Linked DNA regions of Sus scrofa: region 1 is linked to region 2. A link is a contact called in public Hi-C data. All regions are on one chromosome and are shown on one strand. Each heading gives the region's core, a stretch centred on a gene start, on an enhancer-like site or on the middle of the called end of the contact. The rest is flanking DNA. Distances are from core to core; before and after follow the strand shown.

Region 1 (4,647 bases), core at 1,826-4,325, 130 kb after region 2:
CACTTTCTTGCCTGGAAACACTCATTCTTTGGATATGCTCTCTCGAAACTTAGCAAGTAAGAAGTCCAACCCATGTGGAGGGCACTTTAGTCAACAGTTCCAACTAAATTTTCAGCTGCCAGTCCGAATCAACTGCCAGACATAAGGAATAGCCATTCTGGACTTTCGAGGGTGGTTTGGTTGCAAAATAGAATCCAACCAGGAACTAAAGCTCATTGGTTTAGTGTCCTACAGCTGGAAAGTCTCAGGGTTATGAGGTTAAACCAGCTTTTTTTGATTCCTTAGTGCCTCCTACTAAAAACATAACAAGGGAGATCCCATTATGGCTCAGTGGATTAAGACCCCAACAGTGTCCCTGAGGATGCAGGTTCAATCCCTGGCCCCACTCAGTGAGTTAAGGATCCGGCGTTGCTGCAAGCTGCAGCATAGGTCACAGATGCGGCTCAGATCTAGCATTGCTGTGCTGTGGCGTAAGCCTCAGCTGCAGCTCTGATTCAACCCCTAGCCCAGGAACTTCCATATGTCATAGGTGAGGCCTTAAAAAGAAAATAAGTAAATAAATAAATTTTAAAAAAATAAAAACATAGAAGCCTTCATGCAAAATCTCCAATTGCAGGAGTTTCCGTCATGGTGCAGTGGAAATGAATCTGACTAGCCATGAGGTTGCGGGTTCGATCCCTGGCCTCGCTCAGTGGGTTAAGGATCCACGTTGCCATGAGCTGTGGTGTAGGCTGCAGACGTGGCTCGGATATGGTGTTGCTGTGGCTGTGCTGTAGGCCGGCAGCTTACAGCTCCAGTTAGACCCTTAGCCTGGAAACTCCATATGCTGCAGGTGTGGCCCTAAAAAAAAAATTTCTACCCCAAATGCAGGTTGGGGAAGTGATGCATGTATAACCCATTCGTTTATTCACTTATTCAACAAACATTTAAGAAGCTCTACGTGGCAGGCAACTGAACAAATTGCACTCTCAGTTCTTGAGGAATTCAGAGTCTAATCAAAGAGAACCCATAAAGAGATCATTTCAATAAGAACGGGTCTGTGCCACGATGGGGAAGGTGCAGGGTGCTTTTGGGAAACATGGTGGGCAGCAAACCTAGCCCAAGGCATCACATAATGGACATATCTTTTGCTGGATGTGTGAGATGTTGAGAAAGTTAAAGACTGTTTAGAACACACTCAATTATTCATTAAGATAAATGTGACAGGAAACAGGGAAGGAAGCAAGGAGGAAGAACCCCAGGATTTTTGAAAAATACATGAATTCTAGTCATGGTTCCACCCTTCCCTTAGATGTGCTCTTGGTCCAGTTACTGTAACTCAGCTTCCTTGTCTATAAAACTAAGGTGGGTCAAACTGTTTCTTCTGTGTTTCCTCTTCTCAATTCCTTTAAGTTTTGGTGTTCCTCAGTTTAGTCCTTATCACCCTTCCCACTCTGCAAATTCTCCCTAAGTGATCTCACCCACTTCTACAGCTTTGCTTATTACATAATACAGAAATGAAACCCAAGTCTATCTGCTAGCCCAGTTTGTGGGCTGTCTACCTCTGTATTCCTCTGCTTCTCTCACCTCAATGGATGTTTCACAGGCACATGAAGCCGAACATTTCCAGAGGTGAGCTCATCGCCTTGCCCACTAAACAGACTCCCATTTCTGATTTCTCCCTTGGTGATTTCTCCCATTAACGGTGCTCCTCAAGCCAGTGGCTGTGAGGTTAACTGTATTCTCCCTTTTCCTTCAACCTCAAATGCAATTGTTTTGTCAACTACTTCTAATTCTGCCTTCTAAATATTTCTGAAATTCATCCCTTGGCCAAGGTATCCCAGAAATAGCTCAAATTACAAACATTCAAAGTTTAACTCACTATTTTCCCCACCCTAACCTGATCCTTTCTGTGTGTTCTAGGAGAATGTTATGCTCATCCATTCAGTTGCCAAATAAGGAACTCAGGAATCACCATTCATTTCTCCCTCTTTTCCGCCTTCCACAACCAGGTAACCACTAACTCTTGATGCTTGGCCTCCTGTTTGCCCTTTTTTTTTTTTTTTTTTTCTTTTTTTTAAGGACCACACCCACAGCCCATGGAGGTTCCCAGGCTAGGGCTCCAATCAAGAGCGGTAGCCACGGGCCGACACCACAGCCATGCCAGATCTGAGCCGTATCTGCGACCTCCACAGCTTATGGCAATGCGGGATTCTTAACCCACTGAGCAAGACCAGGGATGGAACTTGGGATACTAATCAGATTCGTTTCCACTGAGCCATGACGGGAACTCCCTGCCTCTTAAACGGACCCATATCTCTCTATTTTTATTGTGATCATCTTTCACGTTCTGTAGGAGTATCCTAATTGGCTTCTCTACCTTCAATTTCAGTCTTAACTTTCTCTGCCCTCTTCTCCACATGAAGCTGTATCAGCTCATACCAGCGACTTCCTCTGCCTCTCTCTCCATTTTCTAATCCTTTGATTCCTGATATGTTTCACCACCCTGGACAATAAAATCTGGGATAGGTGCCATAATCCATTTACCCTTGTCTCCCCTGCACCAAGCACACTGTATCTGGCACAACATGATAGGTGCTCAATACGAACCTGCGCTCTTCCCCTTTCTGATTAAGAGGTTATTTACAGCAGATAAATCCTTGACACGTTCTAGGTATGTCGGACCTCTAGAAGCAACATGATAAAGAGTTCACTTGTACCAGTTGAAAGTTATCACAAAAATAACTGGAGCGTGAAAAATAATACCACACGAACTGTGTAGGTAACATACAAAAGGATGCATATTCAAAGGCATCTTCAGGTTGGCGCTTAAAACTAAAGTCACCCTCGTGGTTCTGGGGAAATACCTTCCCCTTTCTGGACCTCTGTCTCGCTACCTGTAAAACTGAGCCTGCAGACAGAGGTGAACTAACCTTCCGAGCCGCGGTATGAGAAATAATGGGGCCTACGTCAGAACGGCAAGTGCGCGTGCGCATGCGCCGGGGAGCAGGCTTTACTGCGCGGCTGTCCCGGCGGCCCCCGGGAGAGGCGGGACCAGGAGGATTCCCGCCGTTCGGCCGCGCCATTGGCGGGCGGTTTGAATGACGGAAGTGACGGAAGCTCGGCGATGGCAGCCCCGCAGGCGCACAAACGGCTGTGGGGAGGCTGATGTGTGCTGGCCTCGGGGGCCTTCTCTGCCTGAGCCGCGGTTCCAGCGTCCCGGCTCGCGTTTCCCAGGTGAGTGACGGACGCGCCGTTTCCCTGCGGCTCCGGGCGTGCACGGCTCCCCAAGGCCCTGGAGCAGGGAGTGTGCTTTGGAGGAAGAGGGTGCCGCGCACGCAGCACGGCCCGCGGCTCTCCGGCCTCGGCGGGCCGCGGGCCGCTGGGTTGGGATCGGTCAGGCGGCGGCGAGGAGCGCCAGGTCAGGTGGCACGCGCGTCCCTACCCAGGCCCGTCTGCTTCGTACGAGAGGTCGCTCTGGGGCCTTTTGCGCGTCCTCCCGGGGTCGGGTCTCTCGGGGTCCCTGAGCTTCCAAGTCGGGATGGCTTGGATGGCCTTCGCGATCGCTACTGCAGATACTTCTGGGTGCGTCCTGCTCACCTGCCCCCAGGTCACCCCGCGGACGTGGTCCCGATCCTGGTAGCGGTCCAAGAGCACTGCCCCAAATCGCCTCGTGCGGAGAGCATGCTCTTTCTCGGTGTCGCTCACACTTAATTTCTCAGATATGAAGTCCTGTCATAAACTTGAGGTTTTAAAACAACGGAGAATACTCGGATCTTTAATATTTAGAAAGTGTTTGGCAGTTTATGTTTATTAGGTCACATAACCATCAGAACAACCTGTTGGAGAAGATATGATTCTCGTATAGCTTAAACAAACAAGACCAAAGTGACTTAGGTGTCTTCCTGCTGTAAGCGGTAGTGTTGAGTCCTGAACCCAAATCTTCCAATTTTCGTATTTATGACTACGAAATGCCAGCTGCCATTTAATCCTTAGGACAAAATCTTACGAGATAAGTACTATCACGTCCATTATTGATCAGTAACAATACATATAATTTGAAAATCCATATTGATATAAATAAATATAACAAAGTGAGGGAATGGGGGAAACTCTTCCTTACAGCAGGATTCCAATTGATAAGTGTAGAAGGAACAATGGACCTAGAAAATACCTTTTGACAAATGCCACGGGAATTGTTTCAGACATAGGACATTAAACTTAAAGTATGATGAGGAACATGATATTTATATAGCCACAGCTATCTCTTCACTAGACGCTCAGAAAGGAAAAGTCGTATTTACAGTGGAGAAACCTGGTAGATATCACCTTAATCAAGTGACCAAAATTCACATGATGTTAACATCATTTAGCATCTGTGCCATGCACTGAGAAGGGTTGTCTCATCACTTGTGTGGTGTTCTTGCCAAAAAGGCATAACCTCATTCTAACCACAAGAAATGATTAAACAAATCCAAATTGAGGGTCATTCTGCAAAATAACTGGCTGAAAGGCTCTTACAGTGTCAAGACCTTGGGAGGAAAAAAAAGGACTGTGGAACTGTCTCAGATTAGAGTTGTCGAAGGAGACAAAACATCCTCAGCAGCCTTTAGGATGTAATTCACAGACTCTCAGCCCCTGTATTCTAAAATTCATTTGCATAGATGC
Region 2 (4,434 bases), core at 401-2,900:
TGAATCTTAATAAATAGCTATTTATTATTTATAGTAATTTTAACAGCTTTTATTATCTAGACAATGCATGCTCAACATATAAAATGACAAAAACTTGAAAGATAAAAAAAAAAATCTTCTGTAATACCAAAATCAAGAGACAATTGCTGAAATAAGATTCTTCACAGTGTTTCTTTAATGCACAGACATTTCTTACATTTGGACTGCAATATACAGACAACCCTGTCATCATGATCCATTCTTTTCTGCCTTACTACTAATTGCAAAAACAACTGTCACGACAACATCCAGAAATAAAGGGACTTTGTTCAGGGCAAGGATCAGAAGTTGCATGAAACTTGAAACAGGAACAAGGAGCTCACGCTGAACAACTGGGCACGCCTGCCCCGGAGTCAGGGTGGGGGTGGGTCACGCAAACCCCCGCCACCTGTCCCTCCTTCCCCATCAATGTTCACTGGTTTTTTGGGGGGTGGGCGGTGAGGGACAAGCCAAGCAGGACAAGGGCTGCGGAGGGGCTCATGGGAGCTCAGCCCGTGCCAGGCTCCCCGGGACACAGAGCTCACATTCCATTGCCCTCAGGGAGCTCCCCGGGTGAGGCGGGAGTGGGTGCAGGCAAATCTCCCCCAGGCCCCAAGCAGGGGCTGCGGGGGCGCAAGCGAGGAGACACGCATGACTCTGCATCCCACCCCAGTTAGGGATGAGACAGCCGAGGCCAGGGAGGCAGGTGACTGCTGCAAGGCCACCGAGATGAGGCCAGTCCCAACATGGGGCAGAAGACGGAGCTTCCCAGGTCCTGAGCTGCGGCAAAGATGCCGCCTGTGGGGGCCCCAATTTATAAAAGGACAAATCTGTCCGGCCCACATCTAGTCGGGCATGCCCATCCCCAGGTCCTTATCTACCCAGTGCGTGGGACACATCAGCAGAGACAAAGGCCACCAGGCACAGGACAAGGAGGTGGTTTTGTGGGACACCTGGTGCCATGCCCACTCCCACCCTCGGGCAGGGTCTCTCTGCTCTAGTGTGGAAACTCCCTCAGACTCCAAAGACTCCTGGGGACGCGAAGTCAGAGCTTGGTCCAGAGTGCAAGCTCCTGGTGGTGGCGGCAGTGTCTGGAAAAGAAGGAAGCTCTACCGCTGGGCGGGGAGGTGCCCCCAGCCTGGCTCAGGCAGGACCTGTGATCTGGCTGGGACCGGCTCAGGACTTTTGGTCTGGATGGATGCGCGTTTCGTTTGGGAGGTGGTAGTGGTGGGGTGGCGGGTGAGGGGTGCCCACGGGCAGCTCCTGCAACCCAGGGAGGAGCAGCTGCTCCTGGCGCTGGGGATCCTATTTCCATCTCCGCTGGCACCGAATTATCTTCCCCAGCGGCGCTCCCCAGAGGGCAGCAGTGCCCTCGGTCCCCACCTCCCTGCACCCACACTCCTGGCACCCCCCTCGCGGGGGGAGGCCGGGAAGAGGGCCCACTTCTCCAGAGCCCTAAGCACAAACGTGCCAGGCCCTTTCCTTTGGCGGCCCAGGGAGGAAATTAAATGTCAGCCAGATAAGGAGATTTCCTTCAGCTCTGACGCCGAGGAATCCGAAGTTATGATTCCCCCAGGACCTCACAAGCCTCAGCCCTGGGGCCAGGCACACCCGGGGCAAGCCAGGCCTGGAGCACGGCTCTCCGGACCCGCTCGGATCCGGATGGCAAACATGAACAACAGTGTAAAACTGCAGGCTGGTGACAAAATGGGCAGCAGAGAGGGCCTGGGCAGAGTGCCAGGACCCCAGGAGACCCCCGGTCTCTCCACAGGGGCTTTTCGCATCCCATCCCGCCCTGCCTGGATTTTCAAGGCTGAGTGAGGCTGCCGCCCAAGGCAGCTGACTCGACACTTTTCACGGCACAGGGACTTGATCTACAGAAGGATGTGGGGAGCTGAGCACGCTGAGCTGGCCCTGACCTCAGCATTTTCTAAATCCGCCGGGGTGAGGAGCACCGTGTCCACCAGGCGGGCCCAGGCCAGTGGGGAGGAGGCAGCGCCCGGCACGGCTGCCACGTGTGCTGGGCTTCCCGGCAGCCGGCCGGCCCCAGCCTTATCTACTTTCTCTTCTTCCTGCTTGTGGTTTAAGTGTGGGGGAGCAGGTAGGTGAAAAAGCATCTAGCAGGAGAGGGAACAGACAGGAAAGGGCAGTGGACCAAGGGTCAGCAGAACACTGATTATTTCAAAAAGAAACTGCAGAGAAACAACGGCTGCAAAACACGCAGGTGTACAGACACAAGGCTGCAATGGCCCCTGAACTTGGAAAAATCCTTGACCAGCTAGTCCGCACACAACCCTGCTCCCAGCATGCTCACACACACAACAGCAGCTCCCATCCTGCTAGGGTAAAAGGCCAAAGCCCAGCGAGGACCACCTGATCCTTGATACACACCCACACCCACACATACACCCACACGTGACTTCCACCCCGATGTCCCCAAGCCAGCCTGGCAGGCACACACGTCCACCTCAAGGCCTCCGTGTCTGCTGGTCCCTCTGCCTGGAATGCACCCCCTTCCAGCCCTCTGCTCCTCCTTCCCCACCCCTCCAACACCACCTGCCCAGCAAGGCCTGCCCAGCCCACCTTTCCACACCTCACCACCTCCCCGCGCCCCGGGCACTCCCCAGGCTTTTCAGCACTCATCACTCCCTCACATACTGTCCTGGGGTGAACGGTGTCCCCCTGAGGTCCATGTCCACCGGGAACCTCAGAACGTGACCTCATTTGAAAACAGGGTCCCCGCAGATGTTAAGACAGGATGAGGACCTCTGGAGGAGGGTGGGCCCTCATAAGGAAGCAGAGGACACAGACCCAGGGAGGAGGCCATGTGATGACAGAGGCGGAGAGCAGAGCTGTGCAACCATGAGCTCGGGGCACCGAGGCCACCAGCACGACCAGAAGCTGGAGGAGAGTTGGGAACAGGGTCTCCCTCAGAACACCAGGCCTGCAGGGGAAGACGTCCCTGTTGTTCAAGCCAACCAGGCTGCGGGCCCTTGTTTCACCGCCCCAGGAAATTAGGACGCGTACTGTGAACTGTAACCAGCTATTGTCTGCGGCCCCACATGCGAAAATCAGCCCCAAGAGAACAGGGTTTCGATGTCTTTTGTTCGGGATGAAATGCCCAACAAACAGAATACTGGCCGGCTGAATAAATCTATTTGTTGCATAGATTCTGAGTGAATGAAGATAAGCCTAGAAGGGAGGCAGGGGTGCTGTACCCATCCCATTGAGGGCAAAACTGAGCTCTGCTAAGAGACAGAAGAGCCAGGACCAGAACCAGGACCCTGTTTGTTCACTAGATAAGTAATCCTAAGCTCTTCTGGGGGCTGAGAGAACACGAGAATACGTGGAGCACCCACTAAGCACACGTGTGGGCAGCAGGCAGGCAGGGCAGGCTCCAGGCGGGCCTCTCCTCAGCAGGGCTGTGACCCTGACCCAGGCAGCTCACCCCTGGGGCCTGGGGTCCTCATTTGCAAATCAAGGGTGGATCAGAAGTCAGTGGCGTCTACCTGCTCAACTCTCTCAAAGGGGCAAGCAAGGCTTGCTTTAATTTGCGCTGCTGAGAGCCCTCTCAGACCCGGGAGCCAAGGTGACATCTCCGCTCGGCTGACTTACACTGAGGGCAGCACTTTGCACATATCACGCGCCTGTCTGAAATCTCTCTTACACCACCGGCATCCTGCTTGCACACACACTACCTGGATCTGCCATGATCCCACAGGCACACGCACACACTGACTGACTAACGAAGGGCGAACACAAATAAAAGTGCTGGATGCTTACAATTACTGATCACTTACTAGGTAAGATGCTCAGAGTTTTACAAACAACACTCTTTCTGTTTTTGTTTTTTTTTTGGCCACGCTGCAGCACATGGAATTCCTGGGCCAAGGATCAGATCTGAGCCATCGTCGCAACCTAAGCCACAGCTGCGGCAAGGCAGGATCCCAATGTGTCAGGCCAGGGATCGAACCTACGCCCCAGGGCTCCCAAGATGCCACCGACCCCAACGCACCACAGCAGGAGCTCCCAAACATTACTCTCTTAATCCCCACAACAACCCTGTGAGGTAGGTACTAAATTATTCCTGGTTTACAGATGAGGAAACCGAGGCCCAGAGAGAAAGGATACCTTTGCTTAAGCCACATGGCCATCAATGATGGAGTGAGAGCTGGAAATGACCCTCGAGTCTCTTCACCGCCTCGGGCTGTCCCCTCCATCGCTCCTTCTCCCTGGCCCTCTCTGAGCGGCAGGAAAAGGACTCTGTCATCCACCAGTCAGAGTCTCCCCCAAACCCACTGGGCTACACAGCCTGGCTGAGCCTACCTGTGAGGGCCTCCAGACACTTCCTCTAGCAGGTCGGGCCCCGGGAACACCTTCTCAGAAACCCTGCTCGGGGACAAACTGCCATAACAT

Evidence for each region. A called contact is a pair of places that touch in the nucleus more often than the background predicts.
Region 1: a contact with region 2 is called in a Hi-C map of skeletal muscle, with 4 times the contacts expected there. The contact joins the promoter of CEP295 here to the enhancer-like site in region 2. A contact is called at or near these places in 1 of 5 promoter capture datasets (liver), 6 of 47 Hi-C or Micro-C datasets (alveolar macrophages, embryonic fibroblasts, heart right ventricle and 3 more) and 1 of 2 datasets of contacts at active chromatin or transcription factors (skeletal muscle).

What each region holds. Positions count from the first base shown.
Region 1 is chr9:26,100,192-26,104,838 of Sscrofa11.1, forward strand. It overlaps CEP295 (centrosomal protein of 295 kDa), which reads left to right and starts at 3,076. Exons shown (of 31, transcript XM_021062639.1): 1 at 3,076-3,216. The coding sequence starts at 3,081. It overlaps LOC102157509 (a long non-coding RNA gene), which reads right to left and starts at 2,933. Exons shown (of 4, transcript XR_002335587.1): 1 at 2,590-2,933.
Region 2 is chr9:25,969,736-25,974,169 of Sscrofa11.1, forward strand. It overlaps LOC106504851. Among named protein-coding and RNA genes, the nearest start is that of CEP295, 130 kb to the right of the region's middle. Within about 2 kb of position 1,651, at least 33 of the 83 cell types and tissues checked have an H3K27ac peak or open chromatin away from gene starts, as enhancers often do. A contact at or near this core is called in liver, retroperitoneal adipose tissue and skeletal muscle, where this site is marked.